2 separate regions of the Muntiacus reevesi genome follow, and region 2 is linked to region 1. The links are chromatin contacts, called in public Hi-C maps. All regions are on one chromosome and are shown on one strand. Each heading gives the region's core, a stretch centred on a gene start, on an enhancer-like site or on the middle of the called end of the contact. The rest is flanking DNA. Distances are from core to core; before and after follow the strand shown.

Region 1 (6,118 bases), core at 1,965-4,464:
AACTCTTTGCCCAGCGCCTGGGACTGCTCTGAGTCACCGTCCCTGGCATTAAGAGCGGCAGGGGGCTCACTCATCCCCTTTCCATTAACGTTCTCCTAGGCCACAGGCGGCAGAAGGCTGCTCACAGGAGGGTTATGTACGTATCTGCTGCTCTTTTTTTTTCCCTTCAAAATGATAAACAACTCCACAAGGGCATAACCTAGATGTTCCCCGTAGAGAGAGAAATATTGGTAGAAAGTAACAATGATAAAAGACACCGGTGGGGCTAATACTTTCAGTTTCAAGAGTTATTCATGTTTATTATTTGCTTCAAGTTGACGCAATTGGGAATCCATGCTTGGGCTTTTGAATTAAATCCCAGTGAGCCCCCCTCTTAGAAGGTTCTAGGACAGTGAGAGAACGGAATGTTTTTCAGAAGTAAGGAATAACTGGAACTACCCTGTTGGCCCAGTGGTTAAGACTCCCAGCTTCCACTGCAGGGGACATGAGTTTGACCCCTGGTCGGGGAACTATGATCCCTCATGCTATGAGGTGTGACCAAAAAAAAAAAATGCAGAAATAAATCATCTTTTAAAAGAAAGTAAGGCATAATAGAGAAATAGGAGCCACCGGATTGACCAGCAATCTCTGTGCCTCTGCCCCTGGAGGTCCTGTGAGTCTTCAATTCTAGAGGGGCAGGCTGGGGGTGGGGGTGGGGGTTGGAGGCCAGTAGAAGAGGATTCAGAGCAAAGGTAAAAGATAAAATAGCAAAGGAGCCAGGTGTAAACACGCAGAACATTAGGAAGGTAGGAACCCCTGTGCTCCTGGCCTGAGGCCCGGTCCTGCTGTGTTTACGGAGCCTGTGGCTCTGCTGTTGTCAGCAGGATTTCGAAAATTAATAAGCAGTGGCTCCTTCAGGGCAGAACTGGGTCTTTCTGGCCTTAACATCCAGCAGCTGTGTGCTGATGGGTGCACTGGCATTGATGGTGAGTTCAGCTCTTCGGCTGCTGTGGATGAAAACCAAATTCAAGGCGTGGCCACTTCCTGCTGGATGAAGAGACCGCTCACACCATCTCTGTGTGAATGTGAGGGTCAAGCTTCTGCTAGTACCAGAGCAACTGAACAGGTCACCAACCCTGGTTGGGACATCAGGGAAGCCTTCCTGGAGGGACCACTTGACAGGGTCTAGGAGGTAACTTAGCAACAGGGGGAAAGGTAAGGAGAGCAAGGCAGAAGAATCAGCAGGTGCAAAGGTCCTGTGCAGGGGGAGAAAAGTGCTGAGTAATTGAAAAATGTGAAACCAAGTCCCAGTAAAAACATGTTCCCTTACCAAGTTTATAATTAATCTCTCAGTCCAAAACTTTATTCCCTTTCCTTTACCTTCTGACCTCAATCCTGTGCTAACTGGACACTAATCAAACAGAGTCAGATGACTAAAACTGCTACTGTTGATAACATCGTTAATATACTAAAATTGCTACTATAGATATCACCGTTAATGTGCAAACTTTGACTGTTTCTCCAGGACAAGATGAGGTAACAGACCCCCTCAAGCCATGGACCACCTGGCTAGAGAGTCATAAACCAGGAACATCCAGATACCCAAAACTTCAATTAAGAAATGTCATGGGGGGTGGGATGGGGAAAAAGTCACAAAATGATAACCCCAGTTTCTTTGTTCTAGCCTTAAAAACAAAAAAACAAAAAAACTCCTCCGAACTCAAAGACCAAGCTGTGGTAGATCTGAGGCTTGTCTCCCACTCCCCTCCTTGGTGTCCGGCAATAAGTCTTTACTTTGCCACAAATCAAACCCACTGTCAGAGTCTGGGTCTGCATCATGTGCACACAAGCCCTTTGCTGGGTTACCAAAGGGTTGGTGTCATGGAAGCCTGAATTCCAGGACAGAGGAGCCAGAGCAGAAACCACTCCAGGTCACTGGGGTGCCAAATTTTATCTTGTTAGAACCGGATCCCAAGAACAACACAACCCTGAAAAGGTTTCAGTTCAGTTGCTCAGTCGTGTCTGACTCTGCAACCCATGGCCTGCAGCATGCCAGGCTTCCCATTCCATTACCAACTCTCAGAGCTTGCTCAAACTCATGTCCACCGAGTCGGTGATGCCATCCAACCATCTCATCAGGCAGAGGCAAAAAAACTGGGAGTAATCAAAAGCTAACACATACACCACAGTTTTGGAAGAGGAAATGACAACCTATTCCATTATTCTTGCCTGGAAAATCACATGGAGCCTGTTGGGCTACAGTCTACGAGGTCGGAAAGAGTCAGACGCAACTAACCAGCTGAGCACACATACTAGTTTAGTCTTCCCTAGGGGCTCAGACAGTAAAGAATTCACCTGAAACGCAGGAGACCCAGTTTCCACCCCTGGGTGGGCAAGATCCCCTGAAGGAGGAAATGGCAACCCACTCTGGTATTCTTTCCTGGGAAATCCCATGAACAGAGGACCCTGGTGGGCTACAGTCCTGTAGGATCACAAAGTGTAGGGCAGGACTGAGCGACTAGCACTTTCATACCACAGCAAATGCTTTATATATGTTAATTCATTTAATACTTAACACCCTTTATGAGATAAAGCACTATTACTACCTACTTTCTTTCCAAGGGAGGTAAACTGCAAAGGCGAAGGGAAAGTCACATCCTAGAATATGAACCCAAGCAGGGACACTCGAGGCCCTGTTCATAACCCCTACCGCTGCCCGCGCTGCTACACCGCTGCAGGGGCTGAGCACGCCTTCAGGGGTTGGGAGACCCCTGAGAACAACACGTGTCCGATCCTTTGCGACCCCATGGACTCTACAGTCCATGGAATTCTCCAGGCCAGAATACTGGAGTGGGTGGCCTTTCCCTTCTCTAGGGGATCTTCTCAACCCAGGGACAGAACCCAGGTCTCCCACACTGCAGGAGGATTCTTTACCAGCTGAGCCACCAGGGAAGCCCAAGAAAACCCAGATCCCCGCAACGGGCGGACCTTCTCCAGTGGAGGCGGCTACAAGCCCGGCCGACCGCCCCCAGTCTGTGTCGCCCCCTGGTGGCCGGCGGCAGGCATGGGGCGGGACAGCTCGCAGCTCCGCCCCGCCCCACCGCCCACTGGGTACTTCCGAATCAGGGGAGCCGGGTACCCGCAGCCACCTCCAGCCCGGAAGAGGACGACTTCGGGCCCAGGACGGGGGCGGGGCTCCTAGGGCGCGGGGGCGGGGCTCCTAGGGCGCGGGGGCGGGGCCTGCGCCATGCGCTCAGGCGCCGCTCCGGCCACCTCTGCGGGGTCCTCGGAGAGGCGGCGCGCCGGCCTGAAGGAAGATGGCGGCCCCCTGGTGGCGGGCCGTGCTGAACGGCAGTCGGAGTTGGCGGGGCCTCAGCACCTCAGGTGAGGGCTGTTGGGGGTCAGGGGCTCTTGGAGGTCCCCGTCCAGCCGAACCCTGGGGCTCGAGCCGGCTCCCGCTCCGGGCCTCCGCGGGGGCCGGGGCCAGCCTGATGTCCTGCTCTCCTCCCGCAGCCGCCCTGAGCCGCCGGGCCGCTCCTCTGGGGCCGATGCCCAACGAGGACATCGACGTGAGCAACCTGGAGCGGCTGAAGAAATACCGCAGCTTCGACCGCTATCGGCGCCGGGCGGAGAGGGAGGCGCGGGACGCGCACTGGTGGCGGACGTACCGGGAGCATTTCGGGGAGGAGTCAGGTGGGGGTGGCCGGAGCTGGGCTGTGACCCCACCGCCTTGGGACTCGGAGGCTAAGGGGGGTGGATTCCGCCGGCGTGCTCCCGGCCAGCATTTTTTCATACCTTTTGGCCCCCCCCCATGGAAAATTCTCTTCTTTCATTATTAGATTTCCACCTTTGATCATTCTACACCGAAAGTCCTTTCCTGACCAACCGCCCCCGTCCCAGTTCTGAGTTGGAACTCCCCTCTGTGCTCCTATGACAGTGTTGATATCACCTTGGGCACAGTGCATCCTGACTCTTAGCTGCTTCCCTCCCAGACTATGAGCTCTCTAAGGACGGGGATCCTGTCTGCCTTGACCACCACTAGATCTCTACACCTGGCACAGATGACCAATACTTTGCTGAGTTAAATTGAAAGCCCCCGGGATGGTGACTCGGGGACCCTGCACGGGCAGCTGTTAACAGGCTTGAAGGTGATCCCAGCTATAATTAGGTCACCATCCGCCTGGGTTTCCCATGACCTAGACAAGTAATGCTCTGGAGGACATGGCAACCCACTCCAGTACTCTTGCCTGGAGAATCCCACCGACAGAGGAGCCTGCCAGGCTACAGTCCATGGGGTCACACAGTCAGACACTACGAAGCGACTTAGCACACATGCATGCAGACAGATGTAACCTTGTTTAGGGATCAGAAAATAGAATTTCACGGTGTATCCAGTTTACTTAGTGACTGGAACGAGTCCAGATCTGTGAAGCTGACAACACGGTATGTTTTAGTTTTGTGAATTAAAGGCTAAGCTTTAGTAGCAGAGTTTGCCTAGGGAAAGGAAAAGTATGGACAGGGAGCTTAGCTAAGCCCTGATTCCACTTTGTCCAACACATCTTCCCTCCGCAGATCCCAAAGACAAGGTTGACATTGGGTTGCCTCCACCTAAGGTCTGCCGGACCAAACAGTTGCTGGAACGGAAACAGGTCCTGCGGGAGCTGCGGGCCAGTGTGGAGGAGGAACGGGCTGCTCGCCTCCGCACAGGTCAGCCTTCCCGAGGGAGGCGGTCCTGGGTGTGTCCCTGCCCCTACCCTGCATCCCAACCAGCATCATTCCTTTCCAGCAAGCGTTCCCTTGGAGGCCGTGCGGGCCGAGTGGGAGAGAACCTGTGGCCCCTACCACAAGCAGCGTCTGGCCGAATACTACGGCCTCTATCGGGACCTCTTCCCCGGGGCCACCTTCGTGCCCCGAGTCCCCCTGCGTGTGGCCTATGCCGTAGGCGAGGACGACTTGGTACCTGTTTACTCTGGCAATGAAGTCACTCCAACTGAGGTAACTGCTGGCCCGTGCCCCTGCCCGCCCTGTGTGCGCAGACACATCCCACCACGAGGCCAGAGACAGCTCCTTTTTGAAAGCGTTCCGGAGGCGGTTTTCATGGTGGTCGGGGCACAAGCACAGCGGCTGTAAGCTCGCCTGGAGTTTTCTTGTTCTCTGTCTCTTTTTGATTTCCCAGTAAACAACACCATGATTAATCACAAAGAAAGGAATGTAAAATAAAAGAAGCTCCGTCAGAGTGCCCTTCCGGCCACTGGCCTTCTTGTGGTTCACATCTCTGGATAGGCAGCTCTGGAGGGCTCTTTGGATAAGTCTTTGCTCACTTGTCTCTCAAGGGACTGTCCAGGGCACTTGGTCCAGAATGGGCTCTTCTTTCTCCAAGGCTCCCTCAGGCTCCTGCCCTCCAGAGTAAAGGTCTGTTTAGAGCGGCTCGTCCGTCCCTCATGGGGTGACAGCGCCCTCGTTCTTGCCCCACCAGGCTGCCCAGCCCCCGGAGGTGACCTATGAGGCAGATGAGGGCTCCATGTGGACACTGCTGCTCACCAACTTGGGTAAGGGTCTGGGGGTTCACAGGGACGCCTGCCTCCCTCACCTCCCTGGGGAGGCCCTGAAAGCTGGGGAAGGGGCCAGGTGGAAAGCTCCAGTCCCAGCTCCTTCCAAGGGAGGAGGAGGGAGGGGGCAGCAGTGCCCGCAGTCACTGGGGTGTGTTTGTGTGTAGATGGACACCTGCTGGAACCAGACGCCGAGTACGTGCACTGGCTGGTGTAAGTATCTGGGATGGGGGTGTGGCTCAGTGTTCGAGGAGGTTCTGGCATCCTCGAAAGAACTGCAGTTGAACTTGAGGCTTGGCTCCACCATGGATCAACCACCACCTCCCAGCCCTGGAGGTGGTCCCTCACCTCTGCTTCCTGAGGGTGTCAGGGGCCCTGAAGGGTGATCCGGGGGCTGATCCAGGGTACAGAAGAAAAGCAGGCAGTGGGTTTCGGCCCCTCCCACAGGCCTCTCTGTCTCTCTGAACTCATTTCCTCCCCTGTGAAGCGAGGGTTGTGTCACCATGTGCCTTAGCCACTCTGAGGGGCTCAGGGACATGGGAGAGGAGACCATGAGAGGCCTCTGGCACCTGTGGGCTGCCTTTTGTTTG
Region 2 (6,118 bases), core at 1,179-3,678, 160 kb before region 1:
CTCTCTGGGCCCGACCTTCCTCCTTTGCAGAAGGGAGATGAACAGCTGTGCCTGACTTGTAAGTTTATTGTGAAGACAAGCTAATGCAAGGTGGTGCCTTTAACAGAGCCGGGCAAACAGAAGGATCTCAAATCATGGGATTTGGCTACCAAACTGCACTCTGTTGTTCAGTCGCTAAGTCGTGTCCGACTCCTTCTGACCCTGTGGACTGCATCACACCAGGCTGCCCCGACTTTCACTATCACCCAGAGTTTGCTCAGATTCATGTCCATTCAGTCAGTGATGCCATCTAACCGTCTCATCCTCCGCTGTCCCCTTCTTCTTTCGCCTTCAGTCCTTTTCCAACGAGTCAGCTCTTCGCATCAGGTAGCCAAAGTATTGGAGCTTCAGCATCAGTTCTGCCAATGAATAATCAAGATTGATTTCCTTTGGGATTGACTGGTTTGATCTTGCTGTCCGAGGGACTCCCAAGAATCTTCTCCAGCAACACAGTTTGGAAGCATCAATTCTTCCATGCTCAGCCTTCTTTATGGTCCAACTCTCATATCTTTACATGACTACTGGAAAAATCACATGTCTGACTATACGGACCTTTGTCTACAAAGTGATATGTCTGCTTTTTAATACATTGTCTAGGTTACAAGGAGCAAGCAAACTGCCCTTAGAGAAGGATATTTGGGAAAATACAAAACACACATGTATATAGTTTACAAAATTGCAATGAGAAATAAAAAGCTCAAAGTTCACAGCCATAAAGGATTTCTTCTTGAGATGAAGTTATTCATATTTTCTGGAGCTTCTACTGTGGGTCGGGTGCTATTCAGAGGGGTTAAGTGTTGAATGAAGTGGTCAGGGCTGGTCCACCTGAGCCCAAAGTCCTTTCCACCAAAGCTGTCTAGTCCACTTTTTCTTTTCTCTGGCTGCTAACAATTTAAACTTTTCCTTTCACTTAGTTCTCAGGACTTCACAAGGACCACCTCAATGGAGTCATCCTAGGTGTCCTTACACAAGGATTCTGCGTTTTTATCTCCCTCGTCTGCAACCGGGGTGCGCCTCCCAGATATTTCCTTCATCAGTACTTTCACGGCCATCAACCAGATCTGAAACTGTCCTCTTGCCCCAACAGAAAGCTGCCCAATCCCCCTCCAGGTGCTCAATCCCACTTCTTCCTCCTTTTTGTGGAACTGGGCCCTGGGAGAGCCTTGGGAACCCTGTAACTTGGCGCCCCCCAAACCTTCTCACTCACCAGTATATGCTTCATTGTCTGTCTTCCTGTACCTGGATGCCTCAACAAAGCTGCGCAGCCACTCACCACCCCAGGGTGGGACCAGAGGCAGGGTGAGCCTCTGCAATGGAGGAGGGAGTGACACTAGGTTTTGCAGGAGCTGTGTCTGTGGTGAATCCAGAACATTCATCCCTGCAGGAACCCTGATCCAGGGCCACCTCCCTACCCCTGGCTGGCCGGGAACTAATTAGAGGAGACTCTGGGCAAAGGAGCTGAGACATTCTGGCACCTTGCAGGAGGGTCCCTACCAGCCCTTCAAGCCTTTCTGATTTCCCCAGAGGCCCTGGGAGAAACACTCCCCTGTGTCTGAGTACCCGCAGACAGGCCTCAACGTCTCCATCACCGAGAACACCACCTGGGTCCCAACCCCTCGGACAGGTCTGGGCTTTTTCAGCCTTCCCCTTGCACTGTCAGACCTGGGAAAACACACCGCTGAAGCCACTCTCTACCCCCGGCACGGTCCTTGCCCCCAGCAAATAAAACCATGTATCTCTCTCCAAAACAGACACCTTAGTGTGGAGCGTGGAGCTCCTCTCTGGCCCCATCCCAGTGCCCGGGATGAGTGCTCCTAGAACCCTTCCTACCCCAGGAATCTGGCCGAGCCCCTCACAAGTCGGGATTGTACTTGAGGATGCCACTGGGGCCATGGGCGACCATTCCTTGCCCGGGCCAGGACTTGCACACAGCGCCCATTCCATGAGAGCATTTAGGGCCGAAGAGGGACAGGCCCCCTTGGTCATTAAATGAACACACATTAGGCGCCTGCTGTGTGACAAGCTCTGTGCTGTGCTTTGCGGGGGAACGCGACATCTGTGCCTGCATCCGGACTTCGATCTACAGAAACGAATTCGTTATTGATCTTTGTGAAAAGAGTCAGCCTTCCCACGAAGACGGCAAGTGAGCTGTAACTGTTGTGCCAGCTGCGGGACAAAACACCGCTAGAGAACCTTCTCTGATGAGGGTGGCATCACCCATCAAGATGAAACCCAGCCGCAACTCCCCGACACACCCAAGATGGCCACCTGTCGGGTCCCCCGTCCCTGAGTTCCACAAGGGCGCACTTCCGCCTGCCACTCCCAACATGGCGGCAAGCGCGACCCGGGGAGGGGCCACGGGCGGAAGTGGGTGTGACAGGGACGGGAGCCGAGAGGGCCCTCCGAAGGGAGACGCTGGGCTGTGGGAGCCACACGCAGGGAGGGTCGAAGTCATGATCCCCCCGCAGGAGGCGTCCGCTCGGCGGCGGGAGATCGAGGACAAGCTGAAACAGGTCGGGCTGGGGAGGTGGGGGAGGAGGTGAGGGAAGGGGCCGAGATCCGGGCCGGGCGCCTACTCAGGGAGGTAGCAGGAGTGGAAGGGGGCCGGGTACCAGGAAATCGGGTCGGGGCGAGCCTGTGGAGCCGGGATGCGGTGGTCTCTAGCTTCTGGTGATGTCCTCCCCTCCCTCCCCGCAGGAGGAGGAGACGCTGTCCTTCATCCGAGACAGCCTGGAGAAGAGCGACCAGCTCACCAAGAACATGGTGAGTAACCCCTCAGCTGGGAGGGCCTCCAGACGCTGGAGCGAGAACCCTGCGACCCAGTGGTTTTGGCACCTAAAGCCTGAGGGTTCTGGTCTGGGTGGTGATGGGTGGTAACGTCTGGGTTTCTCTAGCAATAATGTTACACTTCTCTTACACTCTTCCCCTCGCCCGCCCCTTCGCTGAGGATGCTGCAGCCCCCCGCTGGCCTGGACTTTTTGCTTTCTGCCCAAGTTCTCCATTCTAATCTCTCTCCTTCCGCAAACATTTAGTGAGACTTACTTAAGTGGGCTGGGTGCTGTCCATGCGTCACCCTCAATTCAAGTGTGGGTATCACCGGTGGGGTTACCACTTCAGAGATTACTGAGGGCAGGAGACTCAGCTGTCACTCTGGGGAGCTGGAGGGGTAAAATGAGCCAGAAATCAAACAGATGTGGAATCTAGTCCTCGCCCCTCCACTTATTTGTGTGTGGCTCCTGACAGGTAACTCTGAGCCTCAGTTACCTCCTCTGCTAAAATAGACGATGCCAATCTCCATTGTAGCTGTGAAGGTCATGGAAGCTAATGCATGGAAATGCCTCTTGCACAGTATCTGGTATACAATAGGTACTCAATAAATATGAACTTCCTTTTCTATTCCTAAAAGAGACTGGAAAACCCAAACTGAGTAGTAGATAGAAATGTGGGTATATATTCAGTAACGCAGTCGTTAAGTGCTAGTCCGTCCTTAATGAGATTTAGCCTTAGAGGGGGTTTGAAGGTACCAGGAATGCATTTGAGGCTACTCTGTATGAAACTAGTTCCTGTTTAGTCTAGGAGCATCAGAGAGAACAGAAATTGAAATCTGGCTTTAAGGGGTGGAAGGGAAGCTATCCTGAGGTGATTTTCTAAGGAGTTAATGTAATGCTTGCCTTACCTTCAAATCAAACTTCAGCCAATTTATTTGGGCCACTTCTGATTTACCAAGATGTGGTAGATCCTGGGGATACAGTGGGGAATAGGTATACCTTGTCCTTCTCCTCTTGGAGCCTACTGTCTAGAAAACCAGAGAAAAGGTAGCAAATGCTGAAGACCTGGCAGGTGACAGAAGCAGTGCTGGGACAACCCTGAGGCCTGAGAGCACGGGGCTTCCCCTTGCAGGTGTCTATCCTGTCATCCTTTGAGAGTCGCCTTATGAAGCTGGAGAACTCCATCATCCCTGTGCACAAACAGACAGAGAACCTGCAGCGGCTGCAGGAGAATGTCGAGAAGACCCTGTCCTGTCTGGACCACGTCATCAGCTACTATCACGTGGCCAGTGACACTGAGAAGATCATCAGGGAGGGGTGAGCTTGGGCCAGAAGGTCACATTCCTAATGCCTCTTGGACCAGTGGGCTTTGGAAGAGGGGGCAGAATATATATGAGCCTGGAGTCCCCTGTGTTAATTCTGTTCTCCCATTTCCAAATACAATTCCCTTAGTCCTTCCTCTTCATCTTCCATCTGCCTGGGCTAATATGGCTCTTCTCCTTTCCAGGCCCACAGGTAGGCTAGAGGAGTACCTGGGAAGCATGGCCAAGATTCAGAAGGCTGTGGAGTATTTCCAGGACAATAGCCCAGACAGTCCAGAGCTCAACAAAGTGGTAAGGGGCCAGCAGAGTGATGTGTGAGGCTGGGAGACACCAATCCCTGCCTGGGTCTCATGAGTGACACTGAACCAGCTGAAAGATAATATAGTAGAATAAACAGAAGTATATAGTACTATGCACATACTACAGACATTAAAATCTCTGTTTCAGGAATTACAGGTATACATGTTGATTGCATTTTAATAATTTAACTAAATTATAAGTTGTTGTTTAGTTGCTGAGTTGTGTCTGACTCTCTTGCAACCCCATGGACTGTAGCCTGCCAGGCTCCTCTGTCCATGGGATTTCCCACGCAAGACTACTGGAGTGGGTTGCCATTTCCTTCTCCAGGGGATCTTCTCAACCCAGAGATCTCCTGCATAGGCAGGCAGGTTCTTTAATACTGAGCCACCAGAGAACACACATTACAAGTTACCTATGAAATATAAATTTAACATTTGATTTTTTATAAATGCATGGGTTTTTTTTTTATTGTAGTGAAAAATACATAATATAAAACTTACCATTTTTAACCATCTTTAAGGGAACAGTTCAGTGACGCTCATGTTGTTGTATAACCATTACCACCTGGCTACACGGAAGACTGACAGGATCAGTCCATTGTCATGCCAGTAACCCAGAGGGGACACGCCAGTATAACCAGTACACTGCAGCCCATCAGTAGGCAGCCTGGACTCAGAGATTGGAATGTCAGGGGTTGGAGAACTTTGTTCTTGAGGGTCTCTACCAAGTTCAGATCACAGAGTGATGAGCTCTGTGCTAGAACTTGGGCGTGGGAGTGGGCTAGAGAAGGAGAAGACAAAAAATCTATAACTCCAGGTTTACCCTAGAGGACTTACTTTTCAAGTAAACAGAAACACTCCAACTCCTCTATTTTTAATGCATCTTTATTGAGATATAGTCCACATACCAACAAAATTTTACCCATCTAAAGGATAAAATTTAGTAGTTTTAGTAATCAGTAATTTAGTAGTTTTAATAATCACCGAGTCATGCAACATCCCTGGAATAAATTTCATAGCATATTCATCCCCTGTAAAAAGAAACATATTGGCAGTCACTCTTCTTCCCTCACCCCTGCCATTCACGCTGCCACTAGTACTCACTCATCTGTTTTCTTTGTACATTTGTGTATTCTGGACTTCTGTAAATGGAATCACACAGTATGTGACCTTTTGAATCTAGCTTCTCTCAAATAGCCTATTTACAAGGTTCATCTGTGTGGTAACATGTGTCAGCACTTCATTCCGCTGTGGGGCAGAATAGTATTGCATTCTATGGATCTACCACAGTTTGTTTGTCCAGCCATCACTTGATGATCACTCCACTTTTTGGTGGTTATGAACAGAGTTGCTGTGAACACTTGTGTACATACTTTTGTGTTGGCGTGTTTTTGATTCTCTTATCTGCTCTGAATACCGGTCACTTATCAGATACATGATTTGCAAATATTTCCTCTCATTCTATGGATTGTCTTTTCACTTTTTTGGGGATGGGGGGGCAGTGCTCACAGCATGGCATGCGGGATCTCAATTCCCTGGCCAGGGATTGAACCCTCGCCTCCCTCAGTGGAAGTACGGAGTCTTAAGCCTTGGACAGTCTGGGAAGACCCCTCTTTTCGCTTTTTTGATGGCATCATTTTCAGCACAAAAGTTTTTGACATCCAATTTAACTGTGTTTTTTTTCTTTTGC

What was found. A called contact is a pair of places that touch in the nucleus more often than the background predicts.
Region 2: a Hi-C map of blood shows a contact between it and region 1, with 4 times the contacts expected there. The contact joins the promoter of EXOC7 here to the promoter of MRPL38 in region 1. A contact is called at or near these places in 2 of 3 Hi-C or Micro-C datasets (blood and muscle).

Annotation. Positions count from the first base shown.
Region 1 is chr18:7,331,738-7,337,855 of mMunRee1.1, reverse strand. It overlaps MRPL38 (mitochondrial ribosomal protein L38), which reads left to right and starts at 3,214. Exons shown (of 9, transcript XM_065909488.1): 1 at 3,214-3,363; 2 at 3,493-3,672; 3 at 4,552-4,686; 4 at 4,766-4,974; 5 at 5,456-5,528; 6 at 5,696-5,741. The coding sequence starts at 3,297. It overlaps FBF1 (Fas binding factor 1), which reads left to right. Exons shown (of 31, transcript XR_010659610.1): 31 at 1-539.
Region 2 is chr18:7,492,908-7,499,025 of mMunRee1.1, reverse strand. It overlaps EXOC7 (exocyst complex component 7), which reads left to right and starts at 2,428. Exons shown (of 21, transcript XR_010659630.1): 1 at 2,428-2,552; 2 at 2,737-2,802; 3 at 3,940-4,124; 4 at 4,315-4,420.